Regions from separate parts of the Mus musculus genome. Here region 2 is linked to region 1. A link is a contact called in public HiChIP or PLAC-seq data. All regions are on one chromosome and are shown on one strand. Each heading gives the region's core, a stretch centred on a gene start, on an enhancer-like site or on the middle of the called end of the contact. The rest is flanking DNA. Distances are from core to core; before and after follow the strand shown. Region 1 overlaps Fhl2 (four and a half LIM domains 2). Region 2 has its middle 27 kb from the start of Gm29040.

What was found. HiChIP or PLAC-seq counts read pairs in DNA pulled down with a chosen protein or histone mark.
Region 2: a contact with region 1 is called in an H3K27ac HiChIP or PLAC-seq map of trophoblast stem cells, with 11 read pairs. The contact joins two enhancer-like sites. A contact is called at or near these places in 4 of 15 datasets of contacts at CTCF or cohesin (CD8 T cells, the NIH/3T3 cell line, embryonic stem cells and 1 more), 5 of 484 Hi-C or Micro-C datasets (embryonic fibroblasts, embryonic stem cells, multipotent progenitors and 2 more), 8 of 115 datasets of contacts at active chromatin or transcription factors (CD8 T cells, embryonic stem cells and trophoblast stem cells) and 1 of 9 other capture datasets (embryonic stem cells).

Annotation. Positions count from the first base shown.
Region 1 is chr1:43,137,500-43,143,188 of GRCm38.p6, reverse strand. Fhl2 (four and a half LIM domains 2) reads left to right here. Exons shown (of 6, transcript NM_010212.4): 3 at 1,317-1,491. Among named protein-coding and RNA genes, the nearest start is that of Fhl2, 24 kb to the left of the region's middle. Within about 2 kb of position 3,393, at least 32 of the 459 cell types and tissues checked have an H3K27ac peak or open chromatin away from gene starts, as enhancers often do. A contact at or near this core is called in trophoblast stem cells, where this site is marked.
Region 2 is chr1:43,285,250-43,290,938 of GRCm38.p6, reverse strand. No RefSeq gene overlaps it. Among named protein-coding and RNA genes, the nearest start is that of Gm29040, 27 kb to the right of the region's middle. Within about 2 kb of position 3,493, at least 7 of the 459 cell types and tissues checked have an H3K27ac peak or open chromatin away from gene starts, as enhancers often do. A contact at or near this core is called in trophoblast stem cells, where this site is marked.

The sequences.
Region 1 (5,689 bases), core at 2,144-4,643:
AGTAGGCCACCTTACAAGAAAGGCTTCTGACTTCTCTCTTTCACTTCTGTCCAATGGTGGGTGGCCGTGGAAAGCAATCTGTAGCCTTTCCACCGAAAACCCTCATTAGTGGGATGACGTATTACAGCGGAAGGCCAGCTAACTTCTGAAAAAGCTGGCCCTTTTCAACGCCCATCTGGTATGGTTCAGTGAGTGGAAACCATACCACAGCCTGACTTGGGTACATGCCAGCTGTGTGACTGTGGAGAAGCTTAGAAGTGTCTCTGAGCTTCAGTACTAACTATATTTCAGGGCTATGCAGTATCGTGAGCTTACAACATGGTCCTAATTACCATCATTCACCGTGCAAATATCTGCCGTTTATTTTCTGTTTGTTTTATTTTGTCTGCTACTTGGGCCCCATAAGGGGTTTAAGTTTAAAAATGGGGAATATGTATGGAAAGAGTCCAGGTTATACCTAATCCCAAATGATACCAATATATGTATATGACATATCATATAATGATAATGTACACATTGCATGAGCTTAGCAGTTTGTAGTGACTTAACACACCGACAGGTGGTCTCAAATTAAAGCAGATTATATTGCATTTCACTTATCAAAATATACAACGAAGTACATATGATCTCCCCACCAAATTTTTTTTTCTTCTAAAATTACTTTCAGTATTTAACCTTCAAAAGACAGGTTTAGGTTTCTGCTCTCTCACTGCCTACTCTCATCATACTTAGACTTACGGGAGTCCAGCATGTGTGTCAGCCATGTCTCTGATCCATCTCTTCAAAGGACCAACCCACTGACATGGAGAGAACTGGGTTCAGAGGAACGTGAACCTCTCAGAAACAAGGCCTCCTAGTTCAGTGTCTAAGTTAGGGTTTCTCATGCTGTGAGAAAACAGCAAGACCAAAAGAGACATCCAAAGGAGAGGCTTGTTTCAGCTTACAACTCTCAGCCCACACTCCATCACTAAAGGAGGTCAGAGCAGGAACAGGGAGGCAGTAACAGATACAGAGGCAGAGGAGAAGAGCTGATTGCTGGCTTGTCACTTCCGCGTGGCTTGCTTAGCCTGCTTTTTAAATAGCACACAGGACCACCAGCCCATAGTAAGTTGGTCTCTCCCATATCAATCACCAATCAAGAAAATACAGCACAGGCTTGTCCACAGGCAAATCTGCCGTCCTTCCTCGCCCTCCCCCTCCCTCTCTTACCCACCCACTCCAGCAATGTAGTGCACCAAGGCCCCTGTGCTCTGAGTCAGACAGTAGTGTCACCTCTCCTGTCCCGCCTCTGACGATTTGTGTGTCTGCCTCTCTAGGACTTGTCCTACAAGGATCGGCACTGGCATGAAGGCTGCTTCCATTGCTCCCGGTGTGGAAGCTCGCTGGTGGACAAGCCCTTTGCTGCCAAGGAGGAACAGCTGCTGTGCACCGACTGCTATTCCAATGAATACTCGTCCAAGTGCCAGGAATGCAAGAAAACCATCATGCCAGGTCAGAACGCATGCCTTTATCATTCGCATGTGGCACTGAGCCAGGTCAGCGATGGACTGTGGGGTGGGACTCTCAGTTGTCCAGAGACAGACACTGGTGTTGATACTTCAGTGCTGGGCCCTGAACACAGGATATGTTAATCGATCTCAGATGCAGGGGTGTGACTGGGAGAGGATGTCGCACGCCTTTGATCCCAGCACTTGGTAGGCAGAAGCAGGCAGAGTTTGGTCTACAGAGCAAGTTCCAGGACATCCAAGGCCTGTCTCAACCCCTACCCCTCAAAAGGTGGGGGGTGGGAGAGGAGTGAGGTGTATCATTAAGAGAAGTGGAATTCCTGTTCGGTCAGCCTTTGATATCTCAGGAATTGGGTTCAGCTACCAACACCCACAGGTTCTCAAGCACCCTATGCAGAATGCCTCCTTCTTATATAAAACATTTCCACAAATATTTAAAATAATCTGCAAGTGGTGTATGAACACTGTTATGCTGTGTGGTGTAATGACAGACGTCTGTATACGTTCTCTAGTGGATATAATTATTTTCTTTGGGGACTCTTGATCTGCGGTTGGTTGGCCAAAGATATACAGCAGCTTGTGGCTAGAGAGAACTAGCCAGAAAAGGAATGCCAGCAATTCCCTGGAAATGCGTCTCTTCCCCTGCCTCGCTCGCTTCTCCCAGTACACGTGCTTTCTTGATCTGCTCTGCTTGCTGAATTTACACTCGGTTATTTCAACAACTATGATTTGTGCTCTGGTGTGCCAGGATGGGCCAGGAGTTGCATGTTGCTTAGCTTCACCCTCTGCCTGACCTCATGACGTTATGTCCTAGATAGACAGACATCAAAAAAGGACAGAACCACAACTGGGTTAAGAACTATACGCAATGATACTATGTCTCTTTTTTTACCTGAAGAAGATGAGTCCCCCCCTGTCTCTCTCTGTCTCTCTCTCTCTGTGTCTCTCTGTCTGTCTATGTCTCTCTCTGTTTCTCTGTCTCTCCCTGTCTCTCCTCTCATCTTGACTTTATATAGGACAAAGGAATCTCTTATTTGTAAAAAGTGAGTGATATCGGGGCGTGGTAGTGCATGCCTTTAATCCCAGCACTTGAGAGGCAGAGTTTGAGGCCAGCCTGGTCTACAGAGTGAGTTCCAGGACAGCCAGAACTATACAGAGAAACCCTGTCTCGAAAAACCAAAAAACCAAACCAAAACAAAACAAAACAAAAAAAGTGAGTGATAGACCAGGTATGGCGGGGTACACCTTTAGTCTCAGTATGCCAGACATAGAGGCAGGCAGATCTCTGTGACTTAGAGGCCAGTCAAGTGAGTTAATAAAAGTATAGGGAGGACTGCTGTAGCTCCATGCCCACTGTGTGGGTTTGATTACCATCACTGAAAAAATGCACACAAATACACATATGTAAATATGGGATTTGAGAAGCAAGTCTTATCATACACATGATGTAAAAATGGACGTTAGAACATCTCAGAGAACCTGACCTAGGATTCTGATGCCTAGCAGTTTAGAGGGTGGTATGATTTAGAACACGGTACTAGCACAGGTGGTAGGTTCAGAGCCAGGTAGCTTTCAGTGTGTCATACTCACACATGTACCTACTGCTTGACATGATGGCTTTGTGTAGCTCCCGGATAAGTACACAAAGCCCACAGAGAGTATCCAGCCATGGGCGTGCAAATAGGACCAGGCAGGTTGGAAGCAGCGGTAAGCAGATCACTTAGATGCAGGGGTCCAGCAAGCTGATTGAGGACAGAGGAAAGTGTGAGTAGATGGAGTTTGGGGAAATGTAACTTTGGGCAATATGGGCTCTGAACCACTCATGTGGAGGAGGCTGATGGAGCCTGTGCAGACAGTGGTCCAAGCAAGGTCATCAGGCGCCCTCTAGTGGACAAACTGGGTATAGGCCGTGAACTCAAATAGCTTACAAGGCAATTTGTATGTTAATGCAGTCCTGAACCCCGGAAGTTGGGAAGCTGAGGCAGGAAGACAGTGCATTCCAGGCCAGCCTGGATGGCACAACCAGATTTCTATGCAAGATAACTAAATAGTTTAAAGTGTCAAGACAGCCTCTTTGAAATCCTTTAATCAGAGGGAGGTTTAGAATCAAGGGGAAGCAGACATATTAAGAAACTTTAGAATCACCAGGTGTATCCACTCTGTGGCCCACAGGATTTGTATGTCCCAGGACAGCCATAAATGTCATGTAACATGTTTGTAGATCACAATAACAATTGCTGTATCAGTAGTTTGCATACCTCGGGACCACAGAAATATTAAGTAACTACTAAAGTGTGTATGAGATTTTAAAAACATGAGTTAACCTTGAGATTCTGAGTTGTAAAGTATATGTTGAGAGAATGATCCATGCTTGCGGTTTAGTTGAAATTTCTTAATGTATTAGCTATTTTAGCACTAATAATATTTAATTATCACAATACCTATAATTTTAACTCAGTTTTGGAACTACTTAAGAATTTGAAGTTTGTTAATCAAAGAACTTTTAAGTAAAGCTATCAAATATGTTAAACTTTAAAGAGAAGTCTAGACAAAATTCAGTTCACTCCACTGATAAATGCGAGCAACATAACGCCATTTAAAAGGATTATTTTTCTTTAAGAATCCTATTCGGTCTCAGGTGCGATGGGACACACCTTTAATCTCAGCACTCTATAGCTGGAGACAGAGCAGATCTCTGAGTTCTAGGCCAGCCAGTTACAAGATGGGGGAGGGGCAGTAAGAAAGCTCAATTGATCCCACCACTTCAGTCTTCCAAGTAGTAGGAACTAGAGGTATCACTTATCATCATCACCATCACCATCACCATCACCATCATTTCTTTACATGTAAAAGCTATAGAAGTTAGGGCTGGAAAATGGCTCAGTCAGAAAACGCCCGTTTCTCAGCACCTCACAGGGGTGTGTAAACCGTGAAATCCCCCTGTCAGAACAAATGGGAGGTTAGAAAGGGCTTTAAAGAAGTGCGACTGCAGAGTTCACACTCATCTGACAAAGCGGATGTTGACCGATGCCCCTCCTCTCCCTCTGCACTGACTCATTGATGCTTTAGCCACATGTGGTCCTGTGGCTAGCAGTCTTCCTCACACAGGGAGTCCCACGTTGTTCTGTGACCACCCTCAAAGGCACAGCTCACAGAAACGAGGAGCATTGATTGGCCATTGGAATCAAGTGTATATCAGGCTCCAGTCGCAGCCACAGTAATTCCTTTCCACAGATGTGTAGTGCGCCCCCATGCGGCAGGGCCACGTGAGTGCTTCATGGCGATTTTGTTGGAAAGAGGCTGTCACCCTTTGTTTCTGTTTGTTTCTGCCCCAACTCAGATACAATAACCATTTTTACCAAGGGGAAGAAAAAATACAAGTCCCAGAAGCAGTTACGTCCTGAAAGAAGAACGGGCTGGAGGTGGAGAGGGTACCCGTTCTCCCTGGGTGTTTCTAAGTGTCTGCTGTGTGAGGAACATGGGCTCTTCAGTGCTGACTATAACATCTGCCAGTGAATGTGTCTTCGTGTACAGATGAAGATGCGTGATACAGAATCTGGAAGATCACAGCCAACCTTGACAGATGATTGAGCCTAAAGTCCTAGTGAGAGAAAAAAGATGATGCAATTCCTGAGGGATGAAACCTGAAGTTGGCCTCTGGGCTCTACACATATGCATGGCCTACACACACACTCTCACACAAACACATGAGCACACGTGTGCACATGCACATGCATGTGTACACACACACACGAGAGAGAGAGAGAGAGAGAGAGAGAGAGAGAGAGAGAGAGAGAGAGAGTTAGAGTTGTCAAGGGTTTTTGAGTTTGTAGTTTCAATGGATCGAATACTAACTCTAAGATCCAGGGCCACCATAACCCTGTGTCGTCCTATGTAGCAGGGCCCCATCGATGTGTGAAGAACACGATGCTTAGGAGACAGTTTTAAGTCAGATTCTGACTTGTGGTGCTGTGGATGTTCATGGCCTCCTACACGCCAGTGAACACCCTGCTGCTGAGCTCCATCCACACACTCAAGCTCCCATCCTTCTGTGGGAGAGTGACTAACTTTCTGTTTTATTTCTGGCTTGCATTGCTTTTGGCAAAGAGGAGGGACTGCAGAGTTCTGGGTGACAGACTGACATATGGGAAGTATTTGGGGAAGATATATGGGGTGAGAAGTAA
Region 2 (5,689 bases), core at 2,244-4,743, 150 kb before region 1:
CATGTTTGGACAACTACCAGTGGGGGCGTAACTAGGGTAGGGCAAGTTTGTCATGCTCCCCACATCTGGCAGACAGGAGTAAGAGATTGGTGATACCCTGGCAGGATGTGAGAGCTGCTGACAGTGGCTTAGAGAGAGAAAAGAGCTGGGAGGGCATCAACCTTCTAAGAATCAGCTTACAGGCCTTTCAGGAGCTGTCAATAAGATTGCCTTCAGGGAGGCCACTGAGGACAGATACAGTTGCTATGGATATGACAGACAGGCCCCTCTGAGGATTCCTAAGACCTGCCTGAGCCTGTGAGACACGTTGTGAGAAAACACATCAAAGGAGAGCAACCATCTACCTCTACCAAAATAACAAAGGGACCTCAGAAAAATAAAGCATTCTTTTACTGGCATTCTGGGACTCTGACATGGCTCATCTGGAAGTCAAAAGTCATGCTCTGTAATAAGGGTACCTTTTCTATTTCTATGGTGGGGCGTGGGACACCACTGTTCACTTACTTTGGACCCACACAATTAAATCCTCTCCTACAAACTTCCTGAGCCTGGTTGCTAAAAGGTACTTAAGCCCCTCCCACTCATAGTTTGTGACCATAGTATCTCCAGATTCATGAACATCTTGCTCAGTTCCAGTCTGCCTGAGAGATTCCAGGGGAAGTATTTCAATTAACAGGCATCAACATCAGCGCCCAAAACCTACAATGTGTGGGTGTGAGTGTGTGAGTGTGTGTGTGTGTGTGTGTGTGTGTGTGTGTGTGTGTGTGTGTGTAAAACAGAGTTTTATGTGGTAAAGTGTGGAGAATGAAAGAAATTGTAACCCTCAAGGTACCAGCCTAAACCCAGGCTTTGTCTTTCTCTGCAAGGGAAGGAAGAAGAAGGTACTAGAAATCTACAAGGGTGGGAGACAAATGGTTACCAGACCCGAGGAAAGGAGCAAGAGATACCTCCTACCTCATCTGGACACAAAGTCATTTGGCTTCCAGTTTGCAGAGACCTTAAAAGATCTGCTTTTCCAGCCAGAAGGTTTAGGATGGAAGGTATAGCTGTGTGGTGATTTGAGTGAGAATGACCCCCATAGATGTGTGCATTTGGATATTTGTTCCCCAGTTAGAAGAACTGTTTGGAAAGGATTAGAAAGTATGGAGTGATACAAGGTGTGTCATTAGAGGTAGGCTTTGAAGTTTCAAAGTGTCTCTTTCTGCCTCCTACTTTTAGATCGGTATGTAAGCTCTTAGCTGTTTCTTTGCTCTGCTATCATGAACTCTAATCCTTTGAAACTGTAAGGCCCAGATTAAAGGCTTTCTTTTATAAGTTGTCTCAGTCCTGGTGTCTTATCACAGTAATAGAAGAATATCTGAGACAGTGTGCAGGAGGCTCCTGTTCAATAGCTAATTCTGTAAGCAGGGAAGACATCCCTCAGTTGACTTTCAGCTGACATTAGACTACTGGCAATGAAGGTGTGCAGGTCCCCAGAGAGCAGTGCAGCCTCTACCTGGATCTCTCTGCTGTGTTTTGGCCCTCAGAGGCACGTCTCAACAACTTCACCTCCAGTGTATAGCTTTATTGAGAAGTAAGGGAAACTTGAGGAGGTTGGGCTTAGTGACAGGTTTCAGGTCACTAGAGGTCCCATCTATGAGGAATTTAAGGCCCTTTCCATCCCTGCCCTCTTTGCTTAGACACAGGCATGGACCAAAACCTCCTAAAGAATGAGCCAACTAACCCTTTTCTCTGTATAAGGTGTTTGTCTTGGGTATATGTCAGAGCAATAGAAAATAGGATAACACACTCCCCACATAAGTCCTTTGTAAGGACTAAATGTCCCTGCCTGATGGGTAGAGAGGCAGGAGAAATCAAACTCTAATTTGAAAGAACTCACAGAATGTCCAGGGTTGGCGGAGGTGAGTTATAGAGAGACAGACCAAGAGGAAAATTTGTTTTATTTAAGACAGGATCTCTCTATGTAGTAATTCTGGCTGTCTTGGACTTCACTATGTACACTAGACTGGCCTTCAAACCAGAGAGATACTCTTGCCTCTCCCTCCTGAGTTCTGAGATTAAGTGTTTGTATGACATGCCCCACTTCCAAGTGAACATGTGAAGAAGAGAAAGAAAATGGTAGAAAATTTCCAGTAGAGAAAAGAAGGCTGCTCTGTGGTCTTTCTAAGAAGCTTGAGAGGAAGCTCACAAACACCAATAATTGAAAACATGGCAGCCTCCTCATTCTCAGAGGAAGAAAGAATGAGAGAACATTTTTTTTCTATAGTTCTATGCCCAAGCACAAGCATACCCTTGGTCCCTGAGATGATAAAACTAGAAGGCAAGACAAAGCTGTCAGAATCTGAAGAAGGGCAGAGCTTTGGTGAAATTGGAACATGTGATTCATAAACTCAAAGCCAGTCAGTGATGGGTGTTAATGGTCAGCCCTGGCCTGATCATCAGAGAGAACTCAGGGTTCTACTTCCTTGGTGGTCTGAAAGGTCAGATGGAGATGAACTTCAGAACTAGGAGTAAACTGATGTGTCCTCTCTGGACCACGGAGACATAACAGAAAGTGGACCACTGCTTCTGAAAAAGTAAGTTTTACTCGCTAGATGTAATTGTCATCTCAGAGTCTTACTACCTCTCTCTGCTAATCTAGACCTAGTCCTGGAAGATTCTCGCCTCTATACAGTCTGATCTATGCCTAGAATTTTTTCAGCCTCTGGGACTTACTGCTGAATAAGCTTACCCTTTCTAGTTCTTTCTGAAGTCTGGCTGGCTAGTTCAACTCAGCTGTTCTGGCTCAAACTCCTCTCCTAGCTGACTAATTCAAACTGGCATCTCTCAGCTTCTGACTGAATTGTTCTGCTCAGCCTCAAACCAATTCTAGCAATCTGTTCAAATTTTCTGGATCCTTCCTATTCTCTGGTTTTTCCTGTCTTTTCTTGGCCTTACAAGGCTTGTTCTCTCTTTAACCTGTCTCTGTAAAACATTCCTGGTAAAACTGTCTCTGAGTTCCATGAATTGAACTGCCATAAATTCATCTCCACTGCACTGACTCTCAACTCATGGACTCAACAGATCTTCCTAAGAACTGACTAGAACTCAGAGATCTTGCCTCTGTCTCTAGAGTACTGGGATTAAAGGCATATACTACCATGCCTAGACCTAAGCTCTACTTTACCTGAAACTTGCTCTATACCAGGCTGGCCTTGAGCTCAGAGTTCTGCTTGTGTCTGTTCCCTGGGATTAAAGGCATGTCTGTATTCCAACTGAATTATGTAGACCTAGAAGTTCTTTGGATGGGATCTCTTGCCAGAACAACTATGCTCTGAATTAAAAATTTCTCTACATGCTTCTCCACATTAGATATAGATAGCAAAGTTTTCTGCACTCTGTGATGTTCAAGAACAAGGCTCTTCTGCAGCATGGAGGGTAGAACACCAGAAACTCCTAGATGCTCTGATCTATTCTTCTGTCACCTCAGGTACTTCTCGATTGGTTGTTCTTTTCACTTTCTCTATCCCAACTCACTCTTCCTTCTTGCCCCCAGATCTGTTCACAAGCCGGAATCTTACATAAAACAGGAATGCAAACACAAAAGGTCTAACGGGAACCACCTGGGATAGAATACATTGATAACAGCTGGGATCAACAAGGGCTCCACCTAAGATTCACTAATCTTAGAAGCCAGGGTCAAGGGCTTTGTGCCCTTGCCATAGTTCCTATTTTAGTTTCTTGTATAGTCCACCTTCCCCTTAGGCCATTGTAAATACGTGTGTATGGGTGTAACTCTGCTATAGTTATAAGTATCTATTCTGGTTTCTCCTTTGGTCTGAAACTTCCTTCTTCCTTAGTGATGGTAAATTCCTGTGTAAGGGAGTGACTTAGCTTTTACAATCTTACTGAATTCCAAGCCCTTGATCTTGGTCAAGGACGTTCTAGAACTGTTGGAACACTGGCGGAAGGCTTTAGCCATGTCAGAGTTCAATTTTAAAAAGCACTTATAATAGGAAAATACTGAAAGAGAGCACGTGGATCCATACACTAGACTAACGCGGTAATGGAATGCAGGAATGAAAAATTAATGTATGGGTAGAGAACGCTAGACTCCAGGAGGAGAGCTTCCTTGAAACTCTTTTGCCTCATGAGTGACTTTTAAGCCTTTCGGCTTGTCCAGCTGACTCGACCGGAAAGAGTAGCACATTATCATGCCAGCACACATGGCACTGTGGCAACAGCTGAGAGCTGCATCCTGATCCACAGGTAAGAGGGGAGGGGGGAAGGGAGGGGAGAAGGGAAGAAAAGAGAGAGAGAGAGAGAGAGAGAGAGAGAGGGAGAGAGAGGGAGGGAGGGAGAGAGAAGGAGGGAGGGAGAGAGAGAGAGAGGGAGGGAGGGCGGGAGAGAGAGGAAGAGAGAGAGGTCTGGAATGGGCTTTTTGAAACCTCAAAGCCTACCCCCAGTGACCCACTTCTTCCAAGGCCACACCCCATAATCCTTCTCAAGCAGTGCCACTTCCTGGTGACTAAGCATTCAGATATGTGTGTCAATGGGAACTACTCTTATTCAAATCACAGCACACTATTCATACAGCATGCATCCTTGGGTAAGTTCCATTGTCTGTCTGTCTGTCTGTCTCTCTCTGAGTCTCAGTTTCCCCAACAGGGGATGCATTCAATGAGGGGTTCAGTCAACGATGTTAGATGTATAGACTGTGAGTTTTGTAAGCTAGACACGTGGCTTAAGAAGTGATTCTGAAATTGCCTAGTGTGCTGGCCTTAGCACCGAGTCCCCTCTCTCAACAGCCCTGCTGTTTCATCTGGGAGATATTCCTCTCAGCGACTCTTCTCACTTCCTGGACCTTTCATTCTTTGGAAAGCGTAGATCCAGACCCTTGAAAAGACCCTCCTTTATCTCACCACTTCAGCCCTTCCATGGGGCTTCAGCTTTGGCAGACAGCTATTTTGATGCTAGACATGTTAAGAGAAACTGGAGAGTAGCCTTGATTCATCATTTTTATTGATGGGATAAAAGGGCCAATTTCTGCCTTTAGAGTCTCACAGTGCTGCAGCCAGACTATTCATCTGAGGCCCAAATCTGCCTGAAATGTTTTTCACTGTGTACAATTACTGTGGCCTGCAAACAAATTGTGAAGGGCTCATTCGTTATTCCACACAGAAGCCAGGCTGGTGGCTATGGCCTATTCAAACACCCTGCACTGAGGAACTGTTATACCCCATATCTGTGTTTGCGTCATATGTAGAAAGTTATGAATGGGTGTCTGAGGTATCAGAAGGTAGAGAGAGCCCACAAGGACAGACATAGAACTGGTACACAGGGTGTTTTGTGATGGCCCCTTAGCCCTTGAGTTAGAAGTGTGGTTTATTCTGGTCCTGGGTTTGTAAATCCAGATTCAAGCATATCTTTTAGGTCATCCTGCCATGGGGCTCCTAGGCCACTGTGAGATTTAAGCAGATACTTTTTAAGGACACTCGAGTCTTTTATGATGCACAAAAAGTGAGTTTAGATTAATGAGGTTTATGGATAAAAACATCTACTGTTCCTTCTCAGAGACTTATAAAAGGCACTGAGACATCCTGCAACAAAGTGGTGAGCAGACTTAATTGTGCCTCAAGCGTATTCCATTTAGAAAGCTTTCAGCTCATCTTTATAACACACACTGGGAAGCAGCAATATCAAACCAGCC